2 separate regions of the Triticum aestivum genome follow, and region 1 is linked to region 2. Evidence: chromatin contacts called from public Hi-C data. All regions are on one chromosome and are shown on one strand. Each heading gives the region's core, a stretch centred on a gene start, on an enhancer-like site or on the middle of the called end of the contact. The rest is flanking DNA. Distances are from core to core; before and after follow the strand shown. Region 1 has its middle 9.8 kb from the start of LOC123124415. Region 2 holds the start of LOC123124376 (STE20/SPS1-related proline-alanine-rich protein kinase).

Evidence for each region. Hi-C and Micro-C count contacts between places; a contact is called where the count stands out from the background.
Region 1: a contact with region 2 is called in a Hi-C map of leaf, with 5 times the contacts expected there. The contact joins the enhancer-like site here to the promoter of LOC123124376 in region 2. A contact is called at or near these places in 2 of 5 Hi-C or Micro-C datasets (leaf and an unstated tissue).

The regions. Positions count from the first base shown.
Region 1 is chr1B:363,541,744-363,548,224 of IWGSC CS RefSeq v2.1, reverse strand. No RefSeq gene overlaps it. Among protein-coding and RNA genes, the nearest start is that of LOC123124415, 9.8 kb to the left of the region's middle. Within about 2 kb of position 4,389, at least 1 of the 8 cell types and tissues checked has an H3K27ac peak or open chromatin away from gene starts, as enhancers often do. A contact at or near this core is called in leaf, where this site is marked.
Region 2 is chr1B:363,345,079-363,351,952 of IWGSC CS RefSeq v2.1, reverse strand. It overlaps LOC123124376 (STE20/SPS1-related proline-alanine-rich protein kinase), which reads left to right and starts at 2,193. Exons shown (of 22, transcript XM_044545009.1): 1 at 2,193-2,620; 2 at 3,945-4,199; 3 at 4,293-4,417; 4 at 4,516-4,560; 5 at 5,459-5,540; 6 at 5,846-5,914; 7 at 6,030-6,200; 8 at 6,278-6,343. The coding sequence starts at 2,423.

The DNA of each region.
Region 1 (6,481 bases), core at 3,140-5,639, 190 kb before region 2:
CCAAATCTCTGTAAGTTGGACTAATCTCAAAGGATATGCACAGCCGCATGACCCCCTCACCCTAATAGCCGAGAAGATCACTGAACACACCGTGGCTTTGTCACCTTATTATGCCTCGGCCCTCGGCATATTGTTGGGAAGGGAAGAAAATACATGCCGTCAATAGCTAGAGCACTCCTATGTTGCTTCATGTGAGACAGAGGGAACGGTCGCTGAAGGGTGGCGCGAGTTGGGCTGGCCCAGGCACTCGGGAGCCACAGCCTCGGTTTTTGTTTTGTTTTTTGATGTATTTTGCTTTCATTTTTGCTTTTTTACTTTTGTTTATATTTCCAAATATTCTAAATAAGTATATTACAAAAATCACTCTACATAAAACATTTGAAGTGTATAGAGAACATGTTTATCATGTATACAAAAAAATACAATGTGTATGAAGCAATTTGATCATGTATTTAAAAAATGTTAATCAAGCATTTGAAAAAATGTTGTACAAGTATTTGAAAAATGTTAATCAAGCATTTGGAAAATGTTAAATGTATATAAAAAAATATTGACCATGTATTAAAAAATGATGGAAAATTTTGATCATGTATATAAAAATCTAATCAAGCATTTGAAAAAAATGTTGAACAAGTATATGAAAAATGTTAACCAAGCATTTGAAAAATGTTACATGTGTATAGAAAAAAATGTTGACCACATATTAACAAAATCCTAGAAAAATTTGATCATGTATATAAATATGTTATTTAAGCATTTGAAAATATGTTGAAGAAGTATTTAAAAAATGTTAAATATGTATAGAAAAAAGTTGACCATGTATAAAAGAATGTTAATCTTGTATCAAGCATTTTTAAAAGTTTAAAAGTGCATATAGGAAAAATGTTGACCATGTATTAAAAAATGGTTAATCAAGCATTTGAAAAATATTAAAATGTGTATAGAAAAAAAAAGTTCGACTGTGTATTAAAAAATGTTAAACTTGTATTGCAGAAATGTTAAACGTGTATTAGAGAAATGTTCTTGACATATGAAAAAGTAGAATGAAAACCAAAAGAAACAAGGAAATTCGAAAAAATGAAAACGAAAAAATAAACAAAATAAACCAAAGAAAAATATAAAATGAAAACTAAAACCGAAGAAACAAATTCAAAAGGAATGAAAATAAATTGGAAATTGATAAAGAAACAAAAAAAACGTTGAAAACCAAGAAAGAAACAAAAAAACGAAAAAAAGGAAGGAAAATGAGTAAGAAAAGAAAAACCGATAAAAACAATGAAAAATCAAAAGAAAATGAAAGGAAAACAATAAGAATGGAGAATAAATAGAGAAACCAAACAAATATATAAGAAAAGAAAAAACAAAGACAAGTGAATAAAATGAAGAAAAATGAAAGAAAACTGACTCTTTCCTTCTAGTAGGTCGCGCCCTGCTTATTGAACATGAACTTTATGTTGGCTCAGTGGCTAAAGGTGCTACCAAGTTTTTACTCAAAAAAAAGGTGCTACCAAGTAGCCCGAAGATCCCAGGATCGATCTCCCACGCGCTCCCTTCTTTTCTATTTCTTCCAAAAATATGTGTGAGTGGGCCCGTACACACTTGACGTGAGAGGTCCTTCCATCTTGCGTGAAGCGAGATATAATCGCCGCGCTTGGTACATAGAACCATCCAAAGAAAATCCAACGTATTGGTTTCAATTAAATTTGAAACTCTACCCTCCGATTTTCAGTTCGCCAAATGCCCTAAATATTTAGCTTTTGTTTGAACCTAGCACTTATTCAAGGGTTTGTTTTTTCATCGAAACATAACTAAAGGTGCATTGTTCTTTCTTACTTGTTATATCCATTTTAGATAAAGACATGTACAACAGTACGATGCCAATCTTCTCTTGGAGATGCCGTGTGCGATTGTTTGTTGGATCTTTTTTTACAGAAATGATCCAGATCTATTATCAAATTTCACCAGAAGTATAAAGGATAGCAAACATAACAAAAATAACATCGAGATTAGGGTTTATCATCATGTGGCGAGATTTGGTGTCAAATATTTCAGATCTATTCAAAGGTTTAACGGCGACGACTGTGGCTCTAGTGCGCTGGTCCTTAGGGGCACTTGCACGAAGCCTTCCCAGCTGTCATCGATAAGGTCAAGCCAATTTCGGTAGAGAAGCGGCGATAGCGGTGCGTCAACGGCTTGTTCTGACGGCGGTAATGATCTTTCGGTGGTTTTGGAATCTCGATTGTTTATTGGACTAGAAAAGAACAAAGAGAAGGAGTGTTGCTTCTCTTAGGGCCTGTTCGGGAACGCTCCAACTCTCAGCTTCCTTGACTCCACACAGGAAGCTCAGCCGAACGCTCTATCACCAGGAAGCTGGAGTCGAGAAGCTAGCGAGGTGCCGTAGTGTAAAAAAGGTGGAGTTGGGGAAGCAACCCTTTTCCAGATCCGTGGATAGCCAAAAATTGGAGTTGAGGGTAATTATCACCAGGTTGCCACCGCCAAGTGAGTTTCAACGTACCGGTTCGCTTTCTTTCCCGAACTCTCCCTTTCTCACGTTGCCAATTCGTTTTGGGCCCCGAACCTGGCCTGCTAATCGCGCCAAATGGGCTGGCAGCCCCGTGCTTGAGGATAGAAAACGAGAAGCTATGCGCCGAACACTTTCCTGGTAGCCACCTGAAACGAGAAGCTATGCGAGAAGTTGGATTTAGGAAGTTTTTGAGAAGCTGGGGCATTCCCGAACAGGCCCTTAGTCTCTTTGGTTCATTTTTTATTTATGAGTAGTCTCTTTGGTTCATAACTTCCTAGCCTGGCCTGTCATCCAAAACGTGAAAACTACTCCCTCCTTATCATAATATAAGACATTATTACGTCCAATATGCTCATATATTGGATGTAAACAACGTCTTATACAATAACAGTTATTCTTCCATTTAAGGAAAAAAACAAGGAAAAACATAAACATGTTAATGGGCCACACCAAAGCCAGCCCAAAGATGTTCATGCATTTTAAAGAAAGCGTTCATGCATGTGATAAGAAATGTTATTCTAAAAAAAAGTTAAAAGAAATGTTCATGTATCTTAGAAATGTTATTTTTTTGTTAATCTATTATTTTATGTGAAAACAATGTTCAAGTGTTGCAAAAACTGTTCATATATATATATATATATATATATATATATATATATATATATATATATATATATATATATATATATATATATATATTAAAAACAACGTACGCGTCCCAAAAGAATGCTCGTGTATTTTATTTAATAAATTGTTCTTAGATGTGAAAAAATGTCCATATGCTGCAAAAATGTCCATATGTTCATGCATATCACAAATAATATTTCATATATTTTAGAAATATATTATTCTATGTGAAAATTAAGAGTTGACGGCCTTTGACCATTATTCGTGTGTAGATAGAGCATCACCGTGATGTGCCTCGTGGCCCCGGAACCCTAATTCGTTAAGTATGGCATGGGCCATTATCTTTCTTCCAAATGTTCCTTGAGAGCCTTTTGCGGTTTTGCATTTAATCACTTCGCTGAGCCCACGCAAAACAAAAAATCACTTCGCTGAGAGCCTTTTACCATGTTATTTATTTTATTACTTCTAATAACAATTTTTTTTAGCATCAGTACAGACACAAGCGCTCATATACACGCGCATACACTCACCCCCTATGAACGCACACACGCACACCCTATCCCTATGAGCACCTCCGAAAGACTGAGCCGACATATCATCTTGAGATTTATGAAGCCACCGTAGGCGCCTCGTCGTCGACGGGAACGTCTCATCCCACTGAAAGCGCATCGCCGGAAATCCTAAAATAAATCCAGAAATAATGCGAGCACCTGAACTCTGGTGGGTTGGGGATACCACTGTCCATCTAACCATCTCAACCACAATTGGTTCGCTAATAACAATCATTCGTTATTTTTTTAAAAAAACACCTTATGTGTCAACGCGTACGTTGCGAGGCAAAGTCGACTACTACAAAATATAAAACCATCCCGCAAACGCAAACGCAACAATGCACGTCAATGTGGGCGCTTTCAACATCGGCTATGTCATGAACACATTTGTTGTCACTTTCATACCCATCGTCACAGCCATCAATCATCTACCAGCCGCAGTCTTGCTAACCTCTACATCATCATCATTCACGAGCTCACCGATCGTTACCGAGATCACACACATCGCCATGACGGCACGACCCCATCAGAGCATCCGAGCCTCCGTCATGAAGTACCCATCAACCACGCAAAACAAAACGACGACGGAAACACGCAGTCAAATTACGGGCGCTCGACGAGGACGTACGTACATACATACGTACACGCGGGCCGGTCGCTGTACGTAGGTACGACGGCGGAGCACAAGGGCGCGCATGCATATGCTACGGTGGAGCCCAGGCTGGGAGGCAGACGGCGCCAGCCATAGCTTTCCGACGGGCCGATCAGCTTTTGAAAACAAGATCGCCAGATCTTCCGATAATATTCCACGGCGGCATGATGCGTGCGAGAAAAATCCAGTGCAACAGCTAGATAGATAGCTCGTAGATGATGTTGATTTTGACCTATGAATCTCCCCGCCGATGGGTGTTGTACTGGTTAGATAGTTCGGTCGTCGATCTGATACGGACAGGCGGCGTGACGAGCCATGCGATGCACTGGAATGACGTGACCGGTAATCGTACGTACAGTATAGGATTAGGGCCGCAGGGTTCTTTTAATCTATATATAAACACACTTCTTTTTAATGATCAAGAACAAGGTTCATAGGGATACAATGTAGGTATGAAGGATTAAGGAGCCAGAGATGACGTCCTACCAAAAGTCCTAAAGTGTGTTATCATGTTGGTCTCGCGACCTTCAAAGATGAAGATACATTTGGTAAAATGGCCTGCCAAAGCTAAAATCTCTTTGACGATAGTAGCATGCCTTCCACCGGTGCCTCAGGGCTGCAGGTGTGTTCAAGGAGGCGTTTAGCTACCTACAACAAGTCCAACCAGGTGCATTCGGAATGACTGCAAACATTATTAGGTCTGCATGGCACGGTGATTAAAGCATCTCTGAGCCTGACTCAGGAGGAACGGACGAATCGACCGTTTTCAGTGAGCTAGGCCCAATGCATGCGAGGGGGGGGGGGGGGGCACGTGGGTTATGACGACTACATGCACATGGTTCCCGAAAACGGCGTCGTAACTCCCCTCACCCTCCTCCCACCGCTCACCCTCCCCTTCTCCCGCTGCTTCACATTCCATTCCTCCTACCTCTCGCTCTTCCCTTCGTCTCTCACTAGCGGCGACCACAAGATTTGCACGTCGAGCACCCACCCTCCTTCGGTCAATGGCGGTATGCCCTCCATCCCCATTGTAGTGTCGATTTTCATCCTGCTGCGTTCGACTTAGAGTGGATTGTAAATTGCACCTATTCGATTAAAGGTTAGGCTTCAATCTAGGATTCGATGGTTTTCACATACACGGCAGAGGAATTTCGAGGGTTTGAACCAACCCTTGAATCGATTCAAGGATTTTCTCACACACGTGGTAGGAATTTCGAGGGTTTTCACACACATGGGGTAGGAATTTCGAGGGTTGAAACAAACTCTCGAATCAATTTGAGGGTTTTCACACATAGGGGGTAGGTATTTCGAGGGTTTGAACAAACCCTCGAACCGATTTGTTTAGTGTGCATAGAGTTATATCAGCGGTTGATAGAACTTGAGAGAATATTAGTTCTACCTTTAGCTTCTCGTTGGGTTCGACTGTCTTATTAATCAAAAAGGCTACAACTGATACCCTACACTTGTGGGTTATCACGTGGTAGCCTACGTTCAAGCTTGTAGTTGTCCACATCGAGGGGCATTGTAGAGCAGCCAGGCTGAGAAACCCTCGCCACCATCTTCAAAACTTTGTGCTACTCCTCCTCATCGGAGTCGTCCAGAGCGATCTTGATCATACATGTAGTACTTTTTTTATTCGAGCACTAGTTTATATGTGTATGTTCAATGTAGATTCACAAGCTCGTCATGGGAGGTAAGGACAAGGCTAGCAAGTAGGTCACCATTGACGGAAAGGGCAAGGAGGTTGCCACTAACGGGAAGGGCGAAGAGGTTGCCTCTAACGGGTATTGTTGGGGATATAACTACTAGGTATGACCCGTCCGGGAGGGGTCGGGTTATACCTATGGCGATTCATAATCTGAAGCCCAAGATGATGCTTGAAGATGGCGGTTCAGTTTAGGGCCCAAGGCCCAAAGGCGGGTTAAGGCCCATAGAGATAAACCGCCATATGTGTATGACTTGTATTGTAAGGCGGGAATAGATAGTCACCGAGACAGACACTATTTATGAGCCGGCCGGGACTCTGTGAGCCGCTGGGCGTCGACCTCTATATATAAAGGGACGATCCGGCGGCGGTTCAGGACAAGTGAACACAGATCGAGAACTAGTTCAAGCGGATTCGCTCCC
Region 2 (6,874 bases), core at 944-3,443:
GAATATTACCAACAAAAATAAAAAATACGTTCTACAATACGAAACAGTATTTTTCGCAAAGCCGTTACTAAATGATCTTTTTTAGAACTGACTCTGAGAATTTAAGTGGCCCATACAAAAGCACTATTTCGGGGGGTGTTAAACAGCAAATCATGATTTTTATTTCTGGGACCACACAAAAAAACGTGCGGTATAAGTTATATCCGGCTTATTAAGACTATATTGATCATTCACTCAAAGCATTCCCGGTTTACTCGCATCCGAATTAATTGTTTCTTACTTATCTCGCTCGGTTATTTATGAGTTTGGACTAGGACATATGCCCGTGCGTTGCAACTGGAGAGATTATTCACGTGTCCATGAAAATATGCACCAGCGGATGTTTTTTTTACTCCTTTCATATTTGTATAACCCCCTTGCATTTTTTGATCTCCTTCCTTATTTATGCACATAATCATGCCCACTAAATTTAATATTTGGTATAATTTCTTTGCGCTATTATTCTTTCATTTTTTCCTTCTCTTTGTGAAACGCTTCTTTCTAATTCATGAACAATATTTTTAAACCCAACACTTTTTTTATTTTAAATTATTTTTTCAAACATGTGATCAAATTTTGGAATTTTAATATTTTTTCAAATTCGCAATTTTTTAAATTCAGAATTAATTGTTGAAATCTGGGAAGATTTTCAAGTGTGTGAACATTCTTTGAAATTCGAATCATGTTTCAAATTGTTTTTTAAGTCAAAGCATTGCTTAAATGTAGGGAGAGTTTGTGAAATTTTTAACTTTTTCCAACTTCACGAACAGTTTTTAATTCGGAGTGCTATTGAAATTTGGAACATTTACTGAAATCTAGGACCATTAATCTTGTAATTATTTTTTGAATTTCGAAACATTTTTAAAATTCATGAATATTTTTTGGAGTGCCAACTATTTTTTCGAATTTATGAGACTTCAAAAAAATCCTGAACAGTTTTCGGAGTTAAGAAAGCAAATGCTAAGTCTCGCTTGTAACGAGACTAACGAAAAACCATATTCGACACATGGCGAGCAATTTGGGCTGGCTCATCACAGCCTTTTCAGGTTCCGTTCGGGAACCTTCTAGAGGGCTCCCTGTCGTTTTTTATTGGTTTTGGGACATTTTAGAAGCTTTCTGAACAGGTTTTTTATTTACCTTTTTCTTTTTCCTATTTTCCCTTTTTTCTTTCTTGTTTCTTTTTTATTTTTATTTTACTATATTATTTGCTATAACTCCTTTGTATTATTATTCTCTCCTTCCCTTTTTTTTGTGAAACTCTCTTTCCTTATTTGTGCCCACTAATCACAACCTGGGTACAATCCCCTCCGTATTTGCGCAATTGATCACGCCCACTGGATCCGATCATCATAATTTAGTTATCCCCAAACATCCCTTGAAATCGGAGCCACATATTAGTCCATCTTTGTTCCCTTATTAATTCTCGTGGCTGCTTATTAATTTTGAATTAGAGACGTATATAAATCGGTTAAACATAATGCAAGGAAGCGATGTGGTATTATTTATTAAGGGAACGAATCTTGTATTTTATACATTGATGCGGTAGCTTGGTTGGTCTCTGCTTTTGCGCTTTATAAATTGTAAAGAAGGGAGTTTAATCCCCCCGTGAAGACGTTTCCTCTTGCTTGGGCCAGATTCAGTAATATTTTTCTGGCCTGGTTACGATGTTGTTGTCTGCTAGTAGAGCAGGCTCAACGTGGCCGAGTGGAGCAGGCAGGCGTGCGTGCCGCTTGGGACCTGGAACCAGGGTACGTAGACGTTTAACCTCAGAATAGTACCACCTCGTGTATGTATCTTAAATATAAAATCATCTAAGCGGGACGAAACCAAGAATATCACTTTACTTTAATATAGTATATAGGTATAGATTAGCTGCCGGTGTTACACACCAGTCCTTCCGCTCCCCGCAGACGATCCCCCCTCGGAAGCCCAGCATCGGGAGGCGGAGATCTACCGGGCAGTCGGCCGCACGCCACTCTCTCGCTGCCACTGCCCACCGCGTCCACTGACATGACGGCCCCACTCCGCGGGGGCCACAGGTCATCGACCGGTCTCGCCGGCAGGTCGTCCCCACGTCGCCGCCCCGCCCCCGCCACGTCACCGCCGAAATCATTAGTATTTTGCTCCCTTTCGCGACCCCGTTTGTTAAGCGTCCTTCCGTTCGCTATCTCCTCTTCCTCTTCCTCTTCAACCCCCTCCCCCCTCTCCAGCGTAGCACACCCCTCCTCTCTCTCTAGCATCTCTCCTCTCCCTCCTCCCAGCTCGCGCGGGAGACACTGGTCAGAGGCCAGGTCGAGCGCGGCGGGGCGTGGGGGGCGAGCTCCGCTGGTCCCGAGGGCACCGGAGGGCCGTCGGCGCTGCCTCCGGCGGCCGGTGGGGCGGCATGGGCAGGAACGGAAGCATCAAGCGGGGCGCGGCCGCCGCGGCGCCTCCGTCGTTCACAGTGAACCCGGCCGACTACCGGCTCATGGAGGAGGTGGGCTACGGCGCGCACGCCGTCGTGTACCGCGCGCTCTTCCTCCCCAGGAACCAGACCGTTGCCGTCAAGTGCCTGGATCTCGACCAGCTCAACAACAACATCGTGAGCATCCGTCTCGTCCCGTCCTCCCTCCCTGCTCTCTTACGGTTTTGGCGTTGGGTTGCTTCTGGGCGTCCTCTGCTGTTTGATCTGGCGAGAGATCCATTGGTTGATTGGAGTGGATCCTACTGCTGATTCGGTAGCTTTGGAGATCGCGCTGGAATTTGGCCTGTCTAGCGTCCTATTAGCCTCGCGTACTCCAGGATTTGCTTCTACATAATATAGTGACAGTTAATAAATTAGCATTTTAATGATGCGCCACTAGTCGTTGTAAAGAGGCTAGGGCGATCAGTTGAGTCCTGTATATGCAGCATTTTCAATTCTTAGGGTGGCTGTATTTTTGGATGTTTTCTTTTGGCTTGCAGCTGGTTGAGAGGGTCAGTTATTTTTGCTAGAATGTCGCAACATCGGCAACTATCATTTACTTCGAGCAATTTTTTTGCCCATGTATGAACCTGATGGCGGTGGATACGGCATAGTGCCACTGCCAGAACCCTGCCTGGAGAAGGGAGATGCTTAAATTTGCATGCATGCTGCATGGGCAGGGACGTGGTCATGCAGCTTCTCCTTGTGCTTCCATTTGGGTGGGCACACGTGTTCGTTGATGACGAAGGTCTTAGGATAAGGGGACATTGTCGTCTACTAGAATTCATGACTCATAGATAGATACAAGGATCAACATTTCCTAGTGCTACGTAAGATTATGCGGTTCGTACCATGACATTATCCTTTTGGGGTTTGGGAGGATGTCATTATTATACATCTCTACATGAACATGTATACCATACACGTATGCCAACAAGCTCAAGTATCGGCGTAACCAAAGCTCAATCAATGCCTCTTATATTTACGATACGCCCTTCTTTTTAGGGGGAGGGGGCATTATGTCACCAAAGAGAAGTAAAGTCGTAAACTCGTGATTCTTGTTTTCTAAATTCCAATTGTAGTTTCTCCTGCACCATTTGTCGTTAGTGCACTCGAAGACAAGCATACAATTTTCTCTAAAAGAAACCCTCATTGCATACCAAATTGTCATACAGGCTACTTGTTTTGGGGGAGTTAGTGATACCTTTTTCGCATATGCGATATGTTAACTAGGGTGCAAGCGGCATCCCACTTCGTCCTGCAAAACTCATCAATTAGCTCATCAGTTAATGTAAAATTAACTCTACATTTGTACCGTGGTATTGTCTGCCATTCCGCCCCGCTTGCATCCCTAATGTTAACACTGCGTAGTGTCAAATGTCGACATATTTCTTTTCTTGGTTTCTTCCCTTTCTGGAGGCTATAAATGAATTTAGATCTTACAAATGTATATCATTTGCAGGATGAAGTACAAAGGGAGGCTCAAATAATGAGCTTGATCGATCACCCTAATGTCATTAGGGCTTACTGCTCATTTGTTGTGGAGCACAGTCTTTGGGTCATAATGCCATTCATGACGGAGGGTTCATGTTTACACTTGATGAAGATTGCGTATCCTGAAGGTTTCGAGGAACCTGTTATTGCATCAATTTTAAAAGAAACACTCAAGGCTCTGGAGTACCTTCATAGGCAAGGACAGATCCATCGTGATATCAAGGTTAGCTTCTATAGAAGATTCCTGCGCAGTTCTTATAGTGTTTGATGTGGTTTGTGATGATTCTTTATTTTTGCTCAATATGGCACTATGCAGGCTGGTAACATCCTTATTGATAGTGCTGGTGTAGTGAAGCTTGGGGACTTTGGCGTTTCTGCTTGTATGTTTGATAGAGGTGATAGACAAAGATCTAGGAACACATTTGTTGGAACTCCATGCTGGTAAGTAGATTTCTGTATCTTGATGCTAGGGATCAAATTAATATTATAGAACTTGAGAATGTTTTGACCCTTTTTTTGTTTCTAATTTTACCTTTTAGGATGGCTCCAGAAGTGCTCCAGCCTGGTACTGGATATAACTTCAAGTATGTTACATTGCTAATTGTGCATACAAATGCACATACCTTTTGGTAACAAATGTGTTTTAGGATTTGTTGCTTGATTTTATGTCATAAAGAGCATCACTGCAGTCACCTTGGACGTCTTCTATGCATTGTACCTTTGTGTTCTTATTATTTTCTGTATGAATTCATTGCTATTATTCTTTTTAACAACCATCACCATTAAAAATGAAGTTTTGCTAAAATTACATTTCTGGAGGTGGTAATAGCCTGGCCCTGGTACTTTCTTTCATAGGGACTCTTATCTTTTGCAACTCCTGCATCACACATCATCATCTTGTAGGCAAGGATGGGGCTATCCTTTCCATTATAAGTTACAAATCCAGAATATAGTAAGGATAATGTACTGACAAGAGTGTCAGACAAATATTGTATCTTATTTTTAAGTTCAGCAGTCTGTTCTTGCGATTTGGGCATTTATGTTAATATTTCATAATGTGTCATGCTTGCTTTTAGTACTCCAGAAATGTTAATCTTCACAAAGCTGTTTGTTGATAGTCTGTCCCCAGTAAGATACTAAGGCCTTGTACAATGGGAGGTGCTTAGAGAAATAAACCAGGCTTCCTTAAGCACCGGTGCTTATTTGTACAGGGTAGACACTTAACTAAGCGTCTCTCCTGTAGAAATAGGCACCGGTGCTTCAGAAAAACACGGTTTATTTTTCTAAACACCTCTCTAAGCACCTCCCATTGTACAAGGCCTGAGATAACTCATGCCATGCCATGGACAAATCACCTGATGTTCGGAGACTTACTTTCATATTGAATTAAATGGCTTGTCAAGATTCAGCACCCTGATGCTTTTTTTGGCATTTTATTTACTAACCGAGATGGACTAACAGCTAATGTCCATATTTTTACAGAGCCGATATATGGTCGTTTGGAATCACTGCACTTGAACTAGCGCATGGACATGCTCCATTTTCGAAGTACCCCCCTATGAAGGTAACGATTTGATTTCATCTGCAATGTAAAGTAATTAATCATTTATGTGATTTTTTTGCTTTTGATATTGTGGTGGTGTATGGGTTGGTGATGACTAATATTTTTTTTATACCTACGGGCCAGTGACTCATTGCACACCTCATACTAATATTATAGTACAACAGTATAATCTACACACTTATTTGTATTCTATTTCCATTGGCCAAGGGCATCTGGTGGTCATGCCCTGTACCCTCATATTGCACAAGGGTAACATATCCATGCAAATCCTCATGTTTTTTAAATATAGTTCCTTTCGGCTACAGGTTCTTCTCATGACTCTCCAGAATGCGCCACCTGGTCTTGACTATGACCGAGACAGAAGATTTTCGAAGGTAATTTTGATCCTTTCAGCTAATTATTGGTTTTGGACCATTTATGTGGTTGAAAACTACAATGGAGTATATTCTACTGTTTACCTTTTGATGAAGCATTTTCACTTGTGCTCAGGCATTTAAAGAGATGGTTGCGATGTGCTTGGTGAAAGATCAAACAAAGAGGCCGACGGCTGAGAAGTTGCTCAAACATTCATTTTTCAAAACTGCAAAACCTCCAGAATCGACAATGAAGGGTATGTTAACTGATCTACCTCCTCTATGGGAGCGTGTAAAGGCACTCCAGGTAACTACAATTCTTCTGCTTTTTTATCTCAAAAATCACAATGTATTTCATATCTGATACTTCTTACATATTTCCAGCTTAAAGACGCAGCACAATTGGCTTTGAAGAAAATGCCTTCTTCTGAGCAGGAGGCACTTTCCCTGGTTTGTGATATTAAACCTTCATGTCTATATTTTGTGGTTCTGTTTCAGTTTGCTCTCAAGGCTATTTCGCATTTACAATTATTGCATAAGTTTCTTAGTGACTTCTAGAACAGGCCAGATCAACCTGTGAGTTGTTGATTAAAAAAGACCACATCAGTGCTGTCTTCGAAAGTGCGATCTAGTATAAGAGTATTGTATACTCATATAGTGCACAAGGTAGGTAGACAACCCTAGGTTGTGGTAGTTTTTGTTGGATATACCTTGTGATTGATTGGTATTTTGCAGTAGATATCAACTTAGCAAAGCATAGGCGTATAGTGCCATGTTTTTCAATGATGATGAATCATTGCATCATAAGTTATCTTGTAACAAGGTTGTTTGAAAAATAACAAATTCAGTGTTTAGTATCATGATGATAAAGTTTAGAAACCTGACAAGAATGACTGTAAGATAGGCTTCTGGTACTTGGGGAATTAGGACCCTAACACTAAGAGAACCTTCTTATGTTCTGCATTTCTCTTTCTTACCTTC